Linked DNA regions of Sus scrofa: regions 1 and 3 are each linked to region 2. The links are chromatin contacts, called in public HiChIP or PLAC-seq maps. All regions are on one chromosome and are shown on one strand. Each heading gives the region's core, a stretch centred on a gene start, on an enhancer-like site or on the middle of the called end of the contact. The rest is flanking DNA. Distances are from core to core; before and after follow the strand shown. Region 1 holds the start of TRAPPC10 (trafficking protein particle complex subunit 10). Region 2 holds the start of U2AF1 (splicing factor U2AF 35 kDa subunit). Region 3 holds the start of C13H21orf2 (protein C21orf2).

Region 1 (3,259 bases), core at 624-3,123, 680 kb before region 2:
GAGGATTTCCCCACTGGGTCAAGGTTGACTCCAACGGAGCTTTAGGAACTTTCTCTTCAGGTGTGTTTTACATCTGCCCACAGACACACTGCTGTGATGACGTCAGCTGAGGGTGTGACATCTAGACAGATACGGGGATGCCTCTACAAGCAGCACTGACCCGGCGCTCAGGGCAAGCAGGCCCTTGGGGAGGACTCCCCAGGGTCTGAAAGACACTGACACCTGACAGAAGACCACCTGGAGCCCGGCCCTCCTCCCCGAGGCCATGGACAGCACCTGCCAAGGGCACAGCCTCCTCATCAGCTCTACACACCCCCAGTTCTCTGGGACGGAAGGTGTGGTCTTGGGTAAGCCTTTCAGTTGCCCAGTGTCCCAGTGAAGAGAGAAAACAGCTTTGCTGAACTACGCAAGTGTCCAAGTTTAGAGGCGACACAGTCCATTTCCCTAAGAAAGTTTAGCAGCTAAAGATAAAGCAACAAACTTAAACTTTAAATATACAATTTCTCAGGGACTTGACAAGAGGAGGCATAAGGAGTATCCACTATTCACAAAAAAAAGGGGGGGGGGGAGAAACAGGAGTTGTCAAAACCTACAGAACGATCCACTGTGGCCTAAGTGCCCAGATTTTGCTATAGGAAGACTGCTTCCTTTCAAAGCACGGAAGGCTATTTGAAAAAACTCACTGAAGATGAGAACACTGTCAAAAGTCAAAAATCCTACCCGTGCAACAAACCTCTCCGCAAACCATTAAAATGTCAGCCAATATTTCAACGCTTGCCATAAGCTCAGTGCTTGTGAAAGTATTTCATTCTAAAGCTACAACTGGAGGAATCAGAGGAAGTTTTTTCCGTAAAAGAAAAACAATTCCTTTGGGCAGGCATAGACGCAGCCCCCAAACAAAACCCTAAAAACCCTACACCCACCCACCTAGCAGTCCAGAGCGTGGATGAGCGCCCCAACCTTAACGGCCTCGTCGGTAAAGTGGGTTTCTGCTCTGCACCAGCGCCTCGGCGGGGCCTGCGGGGAAGAGCCAAGGAGGCCGCCCGTGCAGCGGGTCTCGGCTCGCAGCGCCTCGCCGTCGGGGCCGTCGTGCCCCAGCAAGTGCGTCTGTGCCGCGCTCCGACGGACCCCTGCGTCCCACTATCCACCGCTTTACTGAAGTGCAAACCCACGTCTTCCAACACGATGCCCGCACGCAAACTTCGTCCACGCTCGCAGCCAGAGAACCCACGTCGGGACCGGGGGCACCGTGCGCCGGGGGGAGATCGTCTCCGCTGGAGTCAGGACGGGCCCCGGGCGCGGGGCGAGCTGCCTGGCCTGCGGCCGGACGGGGCGCGCCCTCCATGCCGGGCGCACCGCGTCACCGGCGCGGTCCACCTGCAGCGGGACAACCCGGGAGGGCGTCCGCGCTGAGGTCGGAGGTCGGCCCCGGAGAGGTCGAAGGTCGCCTGCGGGTTCAGAGGCCCCGCCGCCGCCGCCGCCGCCGCCCCGGCCACACCTCCATTCCAGGAAGCGACCGGGCCAGGAGAGCGGGGGCCGGGCCGCGGGGGCCGAGGGGTCGGGGACCCGGGCCGGGCTGCCCGCCGCGGCCGCCGCCCCCTCCCGCGCTGCCGGGCACTCACAGGTGACGATGGGCTTGTTCTCCATGGTGTAGATCACCGGCGGCAGCGGCTCCTCAGGGGCGTCCATGGGCGTCCGGCGTCACCGGCCCGGTCCCCCGCGCCCCATGGGCAGCCCGAGGCCGCGGGGGGCCAGCCCGAGGCTGAGAGACGCCGCGGCCCCGACAGCGACGCCCGCCGGGCCGCGCGAGGCAGCTGCACAGCCGCCCGCCGTCGCCGCTGCCGCCGCCGCCGCCGCCCGCCGCATCCACTTCCGGCGCCGGCGCGCGGCGCTACCGCTTCCGGGGCGCGCGGCTGAAAGGGGCGGCCCTTCCGCCCCGCGGGCGCCCTCCGGCGACGGAAAGGCGGCAGCGGCTGCGCGCGTCTCGGCGGAGGTTCCCTTTGCGCCTCGGCGGCCGAAGCCCGCGCGGGTCCCGCGCCGTGGGGGCTTCACGGCGGGGAGCTTCCCCCCAGGCCGGCGCCCTCGGGCAGACGGGCAGGGCTGGCTTGAGGGGGGCAGCCGGGACGCGCCGCGGGGCGCCCACGAGCACTGCCCACCACTCCCCCACCCCTGCCCCCAGTGCCCGACGCCGAGGACGCCCCGGGGGTCGCCGTCAGCCCGTGCGCACACGGGCACCGCCCGCCCTGGGGTCACTGGCCACACCAAGGGGACTCGCCCGTGTGGGATCGCCCGTGTGGGACTGTTGCCCATTAGCTAGCCTGGTGACTTGGCCGGAGGCCGGAGGCCTGGGTCAAGTCAGGGAGTCAGTGAAGACACCGGGTTAATTCCCATCACTGAGCTCAATGGCAGTCACACCCTTTGCAGAACCCTTGGTCTTGGTTTGTTGGTTTTGCTATACTGGTTTTAAGAAATAATGTTGTTTCCATGAAGAAGGACGAGAGCATACAACTTCTCAGTACAACCAAAGACCCTCCCGCACCACGATTCCTCCTCTGTGCTGGCCTGACAGCCGAATTTCACTAAGTCCCCCCCATAGTTGGAAGGAAGCACCTCTCTTGAGTTTCCACAAGGCTAGTTTCCTGTCTCCGTGACACTAAAGTTCCCGAATAAGGGACTGCCGCTGACTTGTGTCCCAACCCTTCCCCACCCCTAGCCACCCAGAGCCTCCCAGGGAGTAGGTACCTCCTGGGAACGCCACAAAACACAATCCGACTTTAGCTGCACCTCCATGTCTTAGGCAAGGAGAGTAGGTGTGGGGTAACCTTTGCAAATGAAGTAAAGGCAACACGAGTGAAATTGTTTGTGAACACAGCTGCTGAATGTGCATAGTGCACTGTGGCCAGGGTAAGAGGCAAAGGTCAGAGTTGAGGGCAGCTGGAGCCTGTGAGACAGAGCCCTGGCGGGGAAGGAGCTGAGGATGGAGGACCAGAAATCCGGGGTGGGGGTGTCCTCTTTAGCCTTTGGCTTCAGCTGGGCTCAGCACTCGCTGGGTGAGATTCCATAGGACTTAACAGGAAGTGGTGTCGTGGAGTCAAGAATGGCACAAAGGCTGGAGACCCAGCCAGCCTAGAGGAACAGCCTGGTTGATGCTCTCAATACCCAGGGCATTCAGCTGAGACACTAGGTTGAGGCCAGATCAGTGCTCTAGCTCTGCAGGCCACATACAGTCTTGGTCGTACATTTTTCTTTGGCTTTTTAA
Region 2 (3,313 bases), core at 448-2,947:
AGCCACAGCAACATGGGATCCGAGCCGCGTCTGCAACCTACACCACAGCTCACGGCAACGCCAGATCCTTAACCCACTGTGCAAGGGCAGGGACCGAACCCGCAACCTCATGGTTCCTAGTCGGATTCGTTAACCACTGCACCACGACGGGAACTCCCGATTTTTTTGAATTAAAGTACTTAAGAAATGACCAAGGCAAGCGTCCTTCTGTCCCCCGAGAGGTGGAAATAAAACCTCACAAGAAAGAGGCCCTCCCTGCATCTGGAGGTAGACGGACTCCCCTTGTGGTCAGAGATGGGGACTTGGGGGCAAGAAGATTCATATAAACAAACTATGCTGCTTCTTTAACTGGAACCCCAACAGGAGCTTTTTGTCCTGTCAATTCCTCACAATTTCACCATTTCTTTATCTAAAATGTATAAAAGCTGCCTGCTTTGGCCGCTTCTCAGGTCCCATTTCTATGCAACCTCCATGCAAGCATGAATTAGAAAGTTTCTTTTTCTCCTGTTTATTTATTTTTGGCCTCACCCCCCAGGCATGCGGAAGTTTCCCCACTAGGGAGTGAACCCAGGCCACAGCAAATGATAACGCGAGACCCTTAACCAGCTGTGCCACAGGGAAACTCCTGCTCATCCGTCCAGTGTCAGTTTTACTGTAGGTCCAGCCACAAGAACCCAAGACAAGCAGAGGGGAAAAGGTCCCCCTTCCCAACAGTACAAATAGGATCACAGCCGCTGCTATGACACCCACTACATAAACAGAGATTCTCAAACCACAAGGACGTCCAGGGTCCTCGGAACCACTCTGGGGCTCAACGAGCGTCTGATCACCATTTGCCCTTAGCATGAAAATCACTCTCAAATGTGTCTTATACCAAATTTTAACACCCTAGAGACCACCAAAATAGTAAACATTTCTGCTAGAAAAACAATGTTTGTGTAGTCCTCCTCTAGGAATAAACGTCCATGCTGCTTCTTCAGTTTACATGGGAACCCCTGAGATTGCAGCGCTGGCGGAGCAAATACAACAAGTGTCCATCTGCCCCCCAAACAGAAAGAAGCCCGCAGGAGGGCACTTGGTGTAGGATTGCTAGTAAAAGTGAGACTGGCAACAATCCATGTGCCCATCCACAGGGGACTGGTTGAATAAGCGATTCACCACCACACAGTGGAGCCACAAAAGCGGTCAGGACATGACCACGTAGTCCTTCGGAGCCACCTCCAGGATGTAAGGTTACATGAAAAAAGGCAAGGTGGGGGAAACGGTGGGTGGAAAGGAACTGCCCTAAACAGAACAAACTAGGGTAACCGGAGATGGATAGCTCTGGGGGAAGGGTCCGGCGCCCCCGTGGGTCTGTAACCTCGTGCTCAGCTCTGCCCGGCCCCTCTCCCCGGAGCTTCCCCGCGCCGAGGCTCTTCCGGGGCTTTTAGGGTTTACGCGCCGGGAGCTACTAGACGTCCCTAAAGCAGAGCCGCCCCTGGTTTTTGCAGTGGGTCTCGCGCAGTCGGCCTCCTGGGCGATCGGAGCCTCCGAACCCGCCAGGCTTTTCCCGGTCGGGCCCAGGCCCTAGCGGCGCATTTCCCGGGGCCCGCGGCGTTGGGCCACCCCGGCTCCGTTCCAACCCACGAGGGCGCTGGAGGAGCGGGGGATCTTCCCGGAGGAAGGGCTCGAAAGGCGGTGAGGGCGGGGTTGTCCCACAGCGAAAGTACGAGGAAGGGGAGCCTGCACCTCGCAGAGCTCCGCAGAACCCGCCCAAGCGGGGCACGCGCGCCCCGGGCCTAGCCCCGGGGACTGCGTGGAGAAGCCCCTACCCGCCGCCTCCCGACCGCCGTTTGCGTGCTCGGCTTCCCCGGGCCCTCCGGGGGCGCCGGCGGGGTCGGGGACCTCGGCCTGGGCCCAGGGCGCTGGGAGCGCGGGCCGGCGGAGCTGGAAGCGCGGGTGCGGGGCAGGGGGAGTGCCGGAAGGGGGCGCTGGCGGGCGGCACCTCCCGTGCCCGCCAAGTCCCGCCCACGCGCAGGCAGCGCCTCTTCGGATTGGGCAGCGACCCCCGCGCCGTCGGGGCGGAGCGAGCGTCGTCGCGTCCGGGTGACGTCTCCCGCGGGCGTCGGGCGGGGTCGTCGGCGGCGGTGGCGGCGGCGGCGGCGGCGGGTGGGAAATGGCGGAGTACTTGGCCTCCATCTTCGGCACCGAGAAAGACAAGTGAGTGGGAACCGGCCGCCGGGTTTCGGGCCGCGGGGGCGGGCGGCGCGCGAGCGGGCTCGGCCTCGGGGCCTGGGAGGCGGCGGGAGGCCCGGCGGGCCGGCGGGGGAGGGGAGCGGCGGCCCTTCCGGCCTCGGGAGCCGCGCCGCCGCCTCGTGCGCCCGAGCGGGCGGGCGACGGGCCCGGGCGGGCGGCGGGCTTCCGCTCGGGCGGCGCGGCTGCTCCCGCCCGGGGCGCCTCGGCGGCCCACCTACCGGCGACGGGGCCCCCGCGCCCCCGGGTCTCCGGAGCCGTCCGAGTTGCGCTGAAGTTGTCAGCGTTGCCAATCCCCGCAACTTTCAGCTTTTGAGGTCGCGTCGGGCAAGCCGTAGTACAGACCTCGCCCGAGTTAAATCGTCTGGTAACTTAGGGTCCGAACCGTTGGGGTTTTATCCACTTAATAAGGCTCCTCTGTGCTTAATCGATGATCTGGGCTGATCGTAAGGACGTTTGATGAGATTACGGTTAACTAGCCTAAGAGGCACAATCTGCTTCTAGAACACTTGAAAATGCAATTCCAACATAAGAACGAGGTAGAGAGTTTTTTCTTTTTTAAGGTTGTGTGTCTTCCCTAAGCGATGGCTAGCCTGAAGTTTTTAAAATATTTTTGACTTTGCCACGTATGAATTTCCAATGCAAAGTTTAGACTAAGGGGAATGTTTTCAGACACTTTGGAGGATAATTGTTAGTTCGCAAACCTAAAGACTAAGCTTATTTTATTCTTTGGGTAAGTGGTTCACATCTCGGGATCCTTCAAGGCTGTACGAGGCTTATGCGAATGTGTTTTTAATGATAAACCCCTAAGTTTGGTGTAGATAACGTTTTGATACTACTTTATCAAACACTTTCAAGTTGTTTCTGTTTTCCAGGGTGCAGTCGATCTTGTAAAATGTCTTTTCTCACATATTCCCGAATTTCCTGTCACTTGGAGGAGGGGATTTTTTTTTTTTTTTTTTTTTCCTAGCAAAACTCACAAGACAGAATCATCAGTCATCCTCTAGGACGTTTGTTGGAGGCCAGTCTCTGGGCACTCAAGGATGCATAGTCTGGATCTTGTTCTCAAGGAGCCAGGGGT
Region 3 (3,045 bases), core at 508-3,007, 950 kb before region 2:
GCCGTTGAAAACCCAGCTCATGTCAGTATGAGATCCTCCAGGACCACTGGCCGTGAGCTGGGCTCAAGTTTGCTGCTGCCCCTGGAGCCACTCCTGTTGCTGCCGTTTCACTCCTGGAACCTTCACGAACCAGGTCCAGGCAGCCTTCTGGGAACCAAGGCCTCTCCCAGCTGACCACCAGCCTCTCACAGGGACCTCTTAGTTCACCCGCCTACCGGTGCTCTCTGTGACAAGCCTCTCCCCTGTGCTGTGTGGTTACTGCCACCCGGGCAGCAACAGGGGAGCTCACCCGTGGGTCTGACGTGGTGGATGGTCCCCCGGGAGGTTCTGCGCGTGCCTGCGTGGCACCATCTCCCGTGCACGCCCACGGGAGGCCACGCCTGACCTCTGCTTCTAGAGAGATCCTGAAGAGACGGGAGAGGAGGAGCAAGAGCAGCTGAGAAGCCTGCGACCAAGGAGGCATTTCAGGGTGAATGGGCCGCTGCAGCCCCAGGTCACCGCTACTCACCTGTGGTGGCAGGTGGGTGCCTCCGTGCCCATCCGGCCGTTCCCTATACTAGATTCTGAATGCTTAGCCTGCCACTGAAGACTGGGCTGCAGCTCCCACTGCTCAGGCCACCAAGTGGGTAGGAACAGCCACTGAGGGGTCTTGAGTTCTTCCACAAACTCTTAAAATAAAAATGGGTGGATGGAACGTCAACGGTTTCTAAAATGAAAAAAAAGAAAATGCAGCAGTTGTTAAACTACGGTGCGAATGCTTCTCTTTTTAGAATTCCCTGTGGTCTTCCTAAGGACAATGGCGGTGTTGGATGGGATGGGAGATCCTGCAGCAAAATCCCACTGTCCCCACTGAATCATGACCCCTCCTCACCACAGAGGTCCCTCCAACAGGGAGATCCTCCACAGCCCTGGGCTTCGGAGGTGACTCTGAGAAAGCCATCGCTGACCTCTGTGAAAGAAAACGATGATTCTGACCAGTTGGTAAAAGCGTTATTCAAAATTATTGCAGTGAGAGGAGAAAGAGAGCGCTCAACTCCAATTCAACAAAGACGGGGGATTTATGGCCAAGGCGCATGAGAGGCCAGTGGGTGGAAAGCTCCTGAGAGACGTGACGGGTAGGGGACTGAGTCACGGACTAGATTCCGCGGGAGAGGGGGGACGAAGAACGCATCAGGTGTCCGGGGTGATCGGAGATGGGCTGGGGTGACCAGCAGGATCTTTGCTGAGACCGGGCTGGGCGGGCCGAAGCCGGGACCGGGGCCGTGGGGACGAGGTCCCAGAGGAGGCCGGTCTCGGTCTCGTCCCCCCAGCAGTCTGAGATCCTGGATCCCTGTCCTAGCGCCCTCTGCAGGCAGCCCAAAGAACTTGACTTCTAAAGCATTCAAGTGCCGTGAGGGCTCCCTTCGGGCTGGCCGGTATCTTCGGCACCTGCCTCCTTCCGTAAGTGCCGAGACGAAGGGGTCAGGACAAGTCCTTTCAACTCTTTAACTCTTTGTAACCCGGGGCAGTTAAGAGCCCACCCCCTTGACGCTCGGCGAGGGCGGTGGGTCCCCAACCCCGGCGCGGAAGGATGACGTCAGAGCCTGGCCTCCCACTCTGCGCAGGCGCAAGACCGGCGGCGCGCCGCCGGGGCAGGGCGGAGCGGGCGGGGGGCGGAGCCAAAGCGCGAAGAGGAAGCCCGGGCGGCCCACTGCGCTCGCGCTGACCCGCCCCCTCGCCGGCGGCCAATGGGCTCTCTGGACCCGCCCCTGGCGACATAGGCCCCGCCCCCTGGAAACGCGCCGCGGCGGGGCCGACCACCTCGGGTTAGCGAGCGGTTCGAGAGCTCTGCCGGGGTCTGGGGTCCTGCGGCCGCCGCCATGAAGCTGACGCGGAAGATGGTCCTGTCCCGGGCCAAGGCCTCGGAGCTGCACAACGTGCGGAAGCTCAACTGCTGGTGAGGCCGGAGGCCGTCCTCCCCCCTGTCCGGCACCCTCTCCCCGGGAACCCAGCCCTAGGGCAGAGCTATCGGAAAACAGAGACCCCAGCCCAGCACCTCCGCCCTGGAGCGAGGACCCCCGCCCCGCATCTCTGCTCCGGGGCACAGCCGAGAAGGGCCTGGGAAGGATGCCGAGGATTTCAGGGACGGGGGTACCTCCGGCCTCACCTTCCTGGCCGTTGCTGGGTCCTGGGGGCTCACAGGATGTGGGAGTTGCTGCCATTGGCCCAGGCGGCCTTTGGCAAAGATCATTCCAGAACGTTCACCCCTCCTGAGTGAGTGGTGGTGTCTCATGCAAAGCTCCAAACCTGCACTCCTTGCTGGAAACAATTGGAGGGAGTTACCTGGGAGAAGCTGTTGGGCTGTAGAGAGCTGCAGTGGGGCCGACAGTTCCCTCCATGGACAGGTCTCATTTCTGACATGGGCAGCAGCCCCTGGGAGCCAGGCCTGATGAGGTGGGAGATCATGGGAATTAACACCTTTTCCAGGGGAAAGAAAGGAAACTGGGACCCCAGAGAGAAGCTTCAGCAAACATTTTTGTGATTGAGCCCTGGGGGGAGGGGCGGTCCCCACGAGACAGGAGAGATACAGGTGCTGTGGGGTCGGTGTCGGCTCAAAGGCAAGGCAGCCAGCCCTCGCAGAGCCAAGGCAGGACCCGAAGTGCTTCTGAAACTCCTGAAAGGTCTACACGTGTTCGCTGGGGATTCCGAGCACGTCTCCCAAGTCTGTACCCTGGACAGTTCAGGTGCGGCTGGGCACTCGGCCAGAGGCAGCCGCCCTCCAGCCAATGCAGCACATTGACTGCGGAGCTCTGCCTGTTCATTAAACAGCCTTTCTCTCTGCCCTGCACATCTGGCGTTTTGGCCACAACATCCCTGTGGTTTGTTTTCAATAATGCGTGGCGTTGTCGGGCTTGGCGAGGTCATCCTTCCAGAAGCTGCGAGGAACAACGGCCCTATTTCAGGCTGAGTGCGTTCACGAGTCGCGTGTTTGGGCCCAGAAGTGGCCTCTTACAAAGAGGCCCTTGTTTATCTCCCTCGGGGCAGCTGCCTTGAGAACCAGTAAGT

Evidence for each region. HiChIP or PLAC-seq counts read pairs in DNA pulled down with a chosen protein or histone mark.
Region 1: an H3K27ac HiChIP or PLAC-seq map of alveolar macrophages shows a contact between it and region 2. The contact joins the promoter of TRAPPC10 here to the promoter of U2AF1 in region 2. A contact is called at or near these places in 1 of 5 promoter capture datasets (liver) and 1 of 2 datasets of contacts at active chromatin or transcription factors (alveolar macrophages).
Region 3: an H3K27ac HiChIP or PLAC-seq map of alveolar macrophages shows a contact between it and region 2, with 8 times the contacts expected there. The contact joins the promoter of C13H21orf2 here to the promoter of U2AF1 in region 2. A contact is called at or near these places in 3 of 5 promoter capture datasets (fetal liver, fetal skeletal muscle and liver), 5 of 47 Hi-C or Micro-C datasets (embryonic fibroblasts, fetal liver, liver and 2 more) and 1 of 2 datasets of contacts at active chromatin or transcription factors (alveolar macrophages).

Annotation. Positions count from the first base shown.
Region 1 is chr13:206,934,925-206,938,183 of Sscrofa11.1, reverse strand. It overlaps TRAPPC10 (trafficking protein particle complex subunit 10), which reads right to left and starts at 1,873. Exons shown (of 23, transcript XM_021071078.1): 1 at 1,623-1,873. The coding sequence starts at 1,689.
Region 2 is chr13:206,256,081-206,259,393 of Sscrofa11.1, reverse strand. It overlaps U2AF1 (splicing factor U2AF 35 kDa subunit), which reads left to right and starts at 1,697. Exons shown (of 8, transcript XM_021071048.1): 1 at 1,697-2,199. The coding sequence starts at 2,156.
Region 3 is chr13:207,203,453-207,206,497 of Sscrofa11.1, reverse strand. C13H21orf2 (protein C21orf2) reads left to right here and starts at 1,757. Exons shown (of 7, transcript XM_021071512.1): 1 at 1,757-1,936. The coding sequence starts at 1,860. It overlaps LOC102158266 (a long non-coding RNA gene), which reads right to left and starts at 1,650. Exons shown (of 4, transcript XR_299372.3): 1 at 872-1,650; 2 at 509-706; 3 at 290-404.